Regions from separate parts of the Oncorhynchus mykiss genome. Here region 1 is linked to region 2. A link is a contact called in public Hi-C data. All regions are on one chromosome and are shown on one strand. The core of a region is the stretch at or near the end of the contact, and the rest is flanking DNA. Distances in the headings are between cores, read along the strand shown. Region 1 holds the start of mrgbp (MRG/MORF4L-binding protein). Region 2 holds the start of LOC110532278 (ADP-ribosylation factor-like protein 8A).

Region 1 (3,954 bases), core at 751-3,250, 170 kb after region 2:
ATATGTTTTTTTGCAAAAAAAAAGTAAATTTCTCAGATTGAGCTATATTTGTATTGTATATTACAATGATGCAGATGTGATCCCAATATTGTTTTTATAACAATGTACTTATGGTGTTTTTATTAAAACAGATATGGTAGATGAGTGTTTCCTGCTCCTTTTTCTTCATTCTTTAGTTTGAACCTTGTTTATTCACAACACACACGTTGATAGCTGTCGCCTACTACCTTGGTTTAACTTTTAGCAGTTATATTTCCACACAAAGCGTCGTTTTAGCAGGCATGGACGATTACAATAAGTTCAATCAACAGAACCATCTTTGGATCTACTAAGCAACCAAATCAAGACAACAGTATGTTGCTTAACAATTATTGCATTGACACAAGTTTAATTTGTCACGTTCAGTTTCCAGCAGGTATAAACGGTACAGCGAAATGCTTACTTGCAAATTCCCTCAACAGTGCCGTATAAATAAAAGCAATCAAGTATGAGTAAAACATTTGTCATTCTGACAACTCACTGCCATTTTGAATCGATGGATCTTTACTCTTACTAATTCAGAGTATGACAACGTTAATGAGCTACATATATGCTTAATGTTACTTACACAGCTTATAACACTTGGATATTATCCAAACTATTCTAAAATTAAGTGAGCATTCAACATAAAATAATCTATTCAGGTTTCCATAATATACCTACACTTGTGTACCTCTATAGGCCTACTTATAATTTAACTATAAAACTGCCTAATTGAAATAACCTAGGCATTCAGCATAGCCCTCAAAAGTGGGTAATGAATATTAATGATATACACAGAATGGTTTAGATTATGAGATTTATTCATTTTCAACATCCAATATTATTTATGCTCTCATATTCAGTTATAACTTTAGCCTACTATTCACGATCTCTCTCACACACACAGCGAGTCTCCTTTCTTGGCTGCGATCCCGACCCATCTGCAGCCTGGCTCACGGATTACTGTTTGTTAATGTTTCAATCAGCTGTGCGCCGAGGAATGTGAGGCTATTTAACCTGAACTTCCCCAGGTGTGCGGCGGCGCCGCTCAGTCTGGGCCCGCCTGCCCTTTCCTGCCCTTGGCACGATGTTATCACATAAACACAATCCCACACTGACTCGGCTTTAAAACATTAGCGCCGCAGCTGTGCACACTGCACTGCAGGGGATTTAGAGCCGCGTTACATCTGGGAGTGGAAATAAATACAACTGTTGAATAGAGCCTACTATCTACCATAGATTTGTCCTGAGTCTCCTGAGCTATTTTAACGTGTGTTACTGAAATCCACGAATGAGGCATGAACATGACAAACTGTGTTATTATAATGTACTGTGGTAAAAAGCTGAAACTGAAAAATAAACCGTATAAATGACTTGTATAATATCAATAGTAGGCATAGCCAATTACAAGTGAACCTTGTTTGTTAGTTTATGTAATGCCAACCATGAGACTGGAAATGAATGTTAATTTTACACTTGGCATAACTCTTTACTCTTTGTAGGTTATAATATTACCCTGTTGGATACGAACATAACTAAGACATATAGCCAATTATCAATCTAAAATAAAAAGCAATGTGGCATTAAAACAAAATCATTATACATTGTTCAATACATCTGACATGCAGCTCCTCTTTTCAATAGTATTTTTTCTCTGTTCAATAGTAATGTTATCATACGACCGTATTATGAGTAGTCCTATTCAATAGTGTCTATTCCATTGTATTTAATTTTACTGCGCTGAATGAAGTCTGGTGAAGCAAGAAGACGCAAGGTCATATAGCGCTCTCTTGTGATGATACATGGTTCGTACAGGCAGCCCCTTATCTTCTTTCCATAGGCAATCATTGGGTAATAAAGTGAGTGATACAATGTATCGAGTCTAGACTGGACACAGTGCAACATTGTAACCGTAAGCAGGGGAATGCGGCTACCCCAGAGCTCCAGACCTGTCCAGTTTGTGTGCACGAAGAGGGCCTCAAATATGGAATGCCCTGTCTAAATGTAGCCTGGTCACATATACACATTGTAGGCCTACTTTACCGAGGTTTGTGCACATGCAAAATAATACATTTCAAAAATGATATTATTATAGCAAGCCTATCAAAGTATTGTATGTATTGTATCAAACATCTCTGGGTGAAAGCGCATCCCAGTTGGATAACCGTTTTACCAGTGATAGGGGCGCTGTTCTCTGTCCTGCTGGCAGTTTTATGTTATTGAAAGAGAACAACAGCATGGGGGAAGCCGAGGTTGTTCCAGCCGACGAAAAACAGGCAGACTCGGGGATCAGTCACATCGAAGACTCGGTGGTATGGAGTCAAGAAGTCGAGGTGTGCCTGTTCCATGCAATGCTAGGTCACAAACCCGTAGGTAAGAATATAAAGTTAGCAAGCTAACCGTATGGTAGCTTGCTAACTCAACGTTAGCTAACGAGCTGTGTGTTGATCGTGTAGGCCTGAAAGCCCCAGGTTATAGTGGAGACGTGACGCAGAAGACGAGACAAGAGCCACAATCACAACAAACCCCCAACAACTTAGCTAGCCAGCTTATCCACAGCTAGCTATCTACTCATAGCCAGATAATGACACATCTCAATGAACTCACACAATCATTTACAATTTTAGCTTGCTAGCTAGCTAAACATCTGCATGTTCTCTCAAAGTGTGTTGGTCAAATGTATTCACTGAGATAGCGTTCGGTAGCAAGCCAATTGAACTTCCGGTCTGACATACACATCTGGAAATCATAACACAAACAGCTTCTCTTCCCAAAATCAATTGCTTTGCCTTTAATTAAATTATTTTTACCTGCCGTTAGCTTATTGTACTAGCTAAAGAAGAAGTAAACTAGCTATCTCTAGTTTTACTTTTGGCCAAAATATTGTTCTTTGTTATGATCCATAACTAGATTTGAATGGTCTGACTATAGAATATTGAATCAGATTGTCAACCTACCACTTGGTCCGGAATTTTTTTCTGTAGGGGTAAATCGTCACTTTCACATGATCTGCATCCGGGATAAATTCAGCCAGAATATTGGGAGGCAAGTGTCATCAAAGGTGATCTGGGACCACCTGGGAACTATGTATGACATGTCAGCCTTGGTGAGTAAAGCATCATGATCTTTGTCTGGCATTTGTAATAGATTGTAATAGATTGACAGTCAGCTGTAATTTTTGTTTTTATGTAATACTGAACACTAATGATAAAGTCACACATTCTGTCCACTGCAGCATGAGTCTGAAATATTGCCGTTTCCCAACTCAGAGAAGAGCTTCAATCTTCCAGACGAGATTATTCAACAAGTAAAAGAAGGTAAAGTCTCTTTTTTCAGAATCCACTATACTTACTCAAATGCTGAACTACTGGAAAGTCCATACTCTCTCTCTTTTTGCCTCAAACAGGTAAACTGGTATCCGAGGACGACGTGAAAGACGATTTCAAAGAAGAACGAGACCCCCCAGCCATGCATGAAGAAGGTTCTCTCTCATTCAGATACATTAGCTATGTTTCCCCTCCTATGCCCCCCTCTTCCTCTCCTCTTTCTCTCTGACTTGAGTCCGTGCATCTCTTCTCCTTTGGCACAAAAAGCGACATCCCTCACCCTGGTCGTTTGTGTCTCGTTTTTAAAGGTCTGAGTCCCAGTATGGCTGCTGGCCAGGATTTTGAGAGGTATGGACAGAAGGACTCTTTCGATCTGTTCCAAAACTCCAGCTTGACCCCAGTACAGACCAGCTCATAACCAGAGGCTTCTTTACAGTGACCACCCCGCCTAGTGCACAAAAAAATGTGCGTCTGTATTTTTCTCAGTTTCTCTTTTTCTCTCCTTTAAATTTTTTTGGGGTTTTGAAGACATTTTCAAGCATGGCATGTCGATTTTTGTTATAGTTCTATATTGTTTTGTTTTGATGGAATTTGATGACAGAAGACA
Region 2 (4,177 bases), core at 1,607-4,106:
CTTATACTTTGGGAGCTATCTAGAACTTAAAAGGGTTCTTCGGCTGTCCCGATAGGAGGACACTTTGAAGAACCATTTCTGGTGTCAGGTACTGTAGAACACTTTTGGTTCCAGGTAGAACCCTTTGGGGTTCCATGCATAACCTTTTCCTCGCCAAGTTCTACATGGAACCCAAAAGGGTTCTACCTGGAACCAAAAGTGTTCTACAGTAGAACCAAAAAGGGTTATCCTATGGGGACAGCGGAAGAACCCTTTTGGATCCCTTTTTCTAAGAGTGTACTACAGTTGGACTAAGCTCATGAGGCATTTATAAGTTATATTCTTCAAAAATCAATCCTACATAACACTCATTTATCAGTCCAAAAATGGACGCAGCAACTGTCGCTTGCCCCTTTAATGATGTAAAGAGTGATACGGTTGGTTTACGTGGGTGTATCATGTCAACCAAGGAAACCCACAGGAAGTCAAAGTGGAAACGAACGACACAGCCTCAACTCTTGCTGTCTCCCACGCAGGGTTACAACGGTGCACCCAGAGCCTACATCGCCACCCAGGGCCCCATGCTCAACACTGTGCATGACTTCTGGGAGATGGTGTGGCAGGAGGGATCCACCACCATTGTCATGATCACCAAGCTAAAGGAGAAGAACGAGGTGACAGGGAAATGTCCATTTTATCCCACCTCCATAGCTTTCATCAATGGTTTCCGTTGACAGACATATTGATGTTTACGTCTACAGTCTACAAAAATTGTGTCCTGTTTTTCAGAAGTGCGAGCTTTACTGGCCAGAGAAGGACGGCAGCTATGGCAGATTTGAGGTCAGAGTGTCCATTGTGAAAGAATGTGATGGCTACACCATTCGAGATATGATTATACAGGTGAGATAGTAGGTTATTATCATCTGTAAAGTGTGAAGTAATGCCAGTCAAAGTGCTGGGTTACACCAGTTTTAAAATTCCGAACTTCTGAATGAATGATTGAATGAAAGAATGAACCAAATAATTCACTAACAACAATGTGTCTGACAGGTGGGCTCAGAGAACAGGCAGGTAAGACACTACTGGTACTCCACATGGCCAGACCACCAGACCCCAGACTGCACTGGGCCCCTGCTCAGACTGGTGGTGGATGTGGATGAACACAGGCAGTCCATACCCAGCCCAGGACCCACAATCGTCCACTGCAGGTCCCACTGGCACACCCCTTAACACGGGTTCTCATTAGCTATCAATATAATAAATGTGAAAGATCAAACAATGACGTATGATAGAATGTCCTTGAAAAGAAAATAGCCCTGGGCTACTTGAACGGATCTCACTTCCAGAGGATTTATACGTTGCGACACCTTAGGGAGGCTCCTTTCACATACCATGTCAGTCAGAATTAGGCTCCGAAATGATTCATGGTGAATGGCTTGAATTCACTTACTGACGGCAAAGGTGAATGCTATGGAATTCCGTTTGTGTTGTGATATACAGTATAATGTACAAGTGGGCTGTGTATTTCTGGTAGATACTGTATCAGAAAGATTGAAGTATAAATACATTGTATGACAGACGTTTGAATGTTACAGCTCTATTTGACATGATCTCATGTTCTCTGTCTTGCAGTGCAGGGATTGGCAGAACAGGTTGTTTCATCGCCAGCAGCATTGGATGCCTACAGCTGCAACACACTAGTAAGGCTGATGTGCTTCAGATCGTCTGTAAGCTACGCCTCGACAGGTACTAGCCACTACACACTTTGGCCATCCGCCCTACTTCTGGTAGTAACCTGTTGCCTAGTCACCTTACCCCTATACATGTCTACCTCCATCACTCCACTATCCCTGCACATGTAAATATGCTATTGAAACTAATTTTTTAAATATTTCCTGTATATAGTATGCTTACTAACTTAATTGCGTATTTCATATTTATTATTCTTATTTCTCGTGTTTTTTCTTTATTTCTAGTAATACACTGTTATTGACTATTGCATTGTTGGGCTTTGAGTTCGCAAGAAAGGCATTTCACTGTACTCGTGCACGTGACATTAAAACTTGAAACTAAAGTGACAAGCAAATTTAAACCAAACTCTGTTACTTATCACATAAACTATCAAGTGAGCACTTTGGTTCAAACACAGCATTTGATATTTATCTTGAGTTATGAAAAAAATGGTGTAGTTTGGGGATGCTGCCCTAATCGATGCTGCTCCCTCACTCTCTCTGCCTCTGTGTTTTTAGGGGTGGTATGATCCAGACCAGTGAGCAGTACCAGTTCCTGTACCTCACCCTGGCTCAGTACAGTAGGCAGCTGAGGAACACAGACAGTGGCTCAGAGAGCCCTGTCCCTATCCAGACCATTAAAACCACGGGGACATGCGGTGACAGAGAAAACCCAGCTAAAACTTGATATTTCCGCATGGGGGAATAAGCTCCTGGAAATCTGCTCACACACTGTGGCCATCTCATCCTCTTGACCGTGATATTGATTGTGGCATTTTTATGGGCATGTGATGTGGTACTCACCACACCATGCAGTTAGAATTTTATTGAACGTCATTATTATTAATATTGTCCATATTTGCTACCATGATAATAAAAACAAGTATTATGCATAATGTCCTTGGCTCTAATTAGACCTTAATTGCAGTTCACTAGACATGCTGAAGTAGATAAATACATGTATTATTATTTGATGCTTTTCCAGGTTCCAGGTTTATTTCATCATTGATCATTCATTCATTACATGTGGTGATATGTAGAACAGAAAATAAATACACAAAAGCTACGGTAATGTTCCTTCTCTCCAGCAGAGGGCAAGTCTCGGGAAAGCAGAGCCTCATTTGCGCTGAGTACCCTCTTTATCGAGAACTCCTCTCACTACGTGATTCTGAAACCCCACTCAATGAGGAAGAACAACCCTTATTGGAAAATACAGACAGGGAGGAAAGAGGCATAGTAAACAAGGCAGATAACTGAAAAAAACCCATCAAATAATATAGCCAACACGTGCGCGCAAAACAGATTATTTAGCGAGTATTCATTATAGGCACGCTATTCGTTCTGTATGTAACGTTACTGTGTTGCCACTGCACGCTAGATAGCGCTAGCTAGGGAACTTGTAACTCACGTTAGCTAGCTGGCTAGCAAGCTCCCTTTCCCAGTAGTAGCAGTGCCATCACAACGCTCCCAGAATGATCGCTTTGATCAACAAGCTCCTTGACTGGTTTAAAGCACTATTTTGGAAGGAGGAGATGGAGTTGACTTTGGTGGGGCTACAGTATTCGGGAAAGACAACCTTCGTGAACGTGATTGCGGTACGGTCAATCATTTATTACTGTCCTCTGATCTGCTGATGTGTCCTTGTTGAACAGATCGAGATGTCCGCTCGTGTGCTCCACCAACGCAAGCGCTTGCTAGCTCAGCAGTTAGATAGCGTTAGCTAGCTTCTGTTGTTATATCCATTTTGTATCACGTTAGCTAGCTACGTCTCGATGACATAATTTAAATATCGGCTTTAGCGAGGAAGCTAACGTGTGTCGTTGCTGACATGTACGGGCGCTGATGATGACCCTAGCTCTGTTCGCTTAACGACAGCATGCACATGAGGCATGCAGTAGTGTCACCACACCGTGACCTGTGGAAACGGACAATACTCGCCTATTATCATCCCCCCATCACACACGTGTATGTCCTGACAGTTCACTTGTGCACAGTGCATTCAATCGTATTTCTTAAGTCCCTTTCATGAAATTACTAGGGTCAGTTTTATGAGCGACAGGATCATATTTTACAATTTAAGTCCTAGCAATATTACAAACAGTATTTGCCAGGTGATTTCATTTAACTTAATCTGTAACCCACCTCTATTCTTAACCCCTTGCAGTCAGGCCAGTTCAGTGAAGACATGATTCCCACAGTGGGCTTCAACATGAGGAAAATCACCAAGGGAAACGTCACCATTAAGGTCAGTACACTGCCAGGTCAACGGACAGGGGTCAGGCCACTTAATAGTCATACTTGATTCATCACTTGGTTACTCCAGCGAGAGCGAGTTAAGTATTTAGGGGGATCTTGGATGGGCTCTCGGATTGACTGTGACTTACTGAAGCTATTTTATTAATTGTGAAAGGTGTAAAACGGATTAGCTTCACAGTATCAAGGCTGTATTGATGTTTTGATCCCTTGCT

What was found. Hi-C and Micro-C count contacts between places; a contact is called where the count stands out from the background.
Region 1: a Hi-C map of liver shows a contact between it and region 2, with 3 times the contacts expected there. The contact joins the promoter of mrgbp here to the promoter of LOC110532278 in region 2. A contact is called at or near these places in 2 of 3 Hi-C or Micro-C datasets (blood and liver).

The regions. Positions count from the first base shown.
Region 1 is chr9:49,161,549-49,165,502 of USDA_OmykA_1.1, forward strand. mrgbp (MRG/MORF4L-binding protein) reads left to right here and starts at 2,001. Exons shown (of 6, transcript XM_021616036.2): 1 at 2,001-2,394; 2 at 3,006-3,127; 3 at 3,257-3,338; 4 at 3,428-3,502; 5 at 3,656-3,812. The coding sequence starts at 2,235. The coding sequence ends at 3,765. It overlaps LOC110532286 (DNA-binding protein inhibitor ID-1), which reads left to right. Exons shown (of 2, transcript XM_021616037.2): 2 at 1-141.
Region 2 is chr9:48,991,779-48,995,955 of USDA_OmykA_1.1, forward strand. It overlaps LOC110532278 (ADP-ribosylation factor-like protein 8A), which reads left to right and starts at 2,857. Exons shown (of 7, transcript XM_021616025.2): 1 at 2,857-3,304; 2 at 3,874-3,954. The coding sequence starts at 3,182. LOC110532277 (tyrosine-protein phosphatase non-receptor type 7-like) reads left to right here. Exons shown (of 10, transcript XM_021616024.2): 6 at 516-653; 7 at 769-879; 8 at 1,030-1,187; 9 at 1,612-1,725; 10 at 2,229-2,757. The coding sequence ends at 2,397.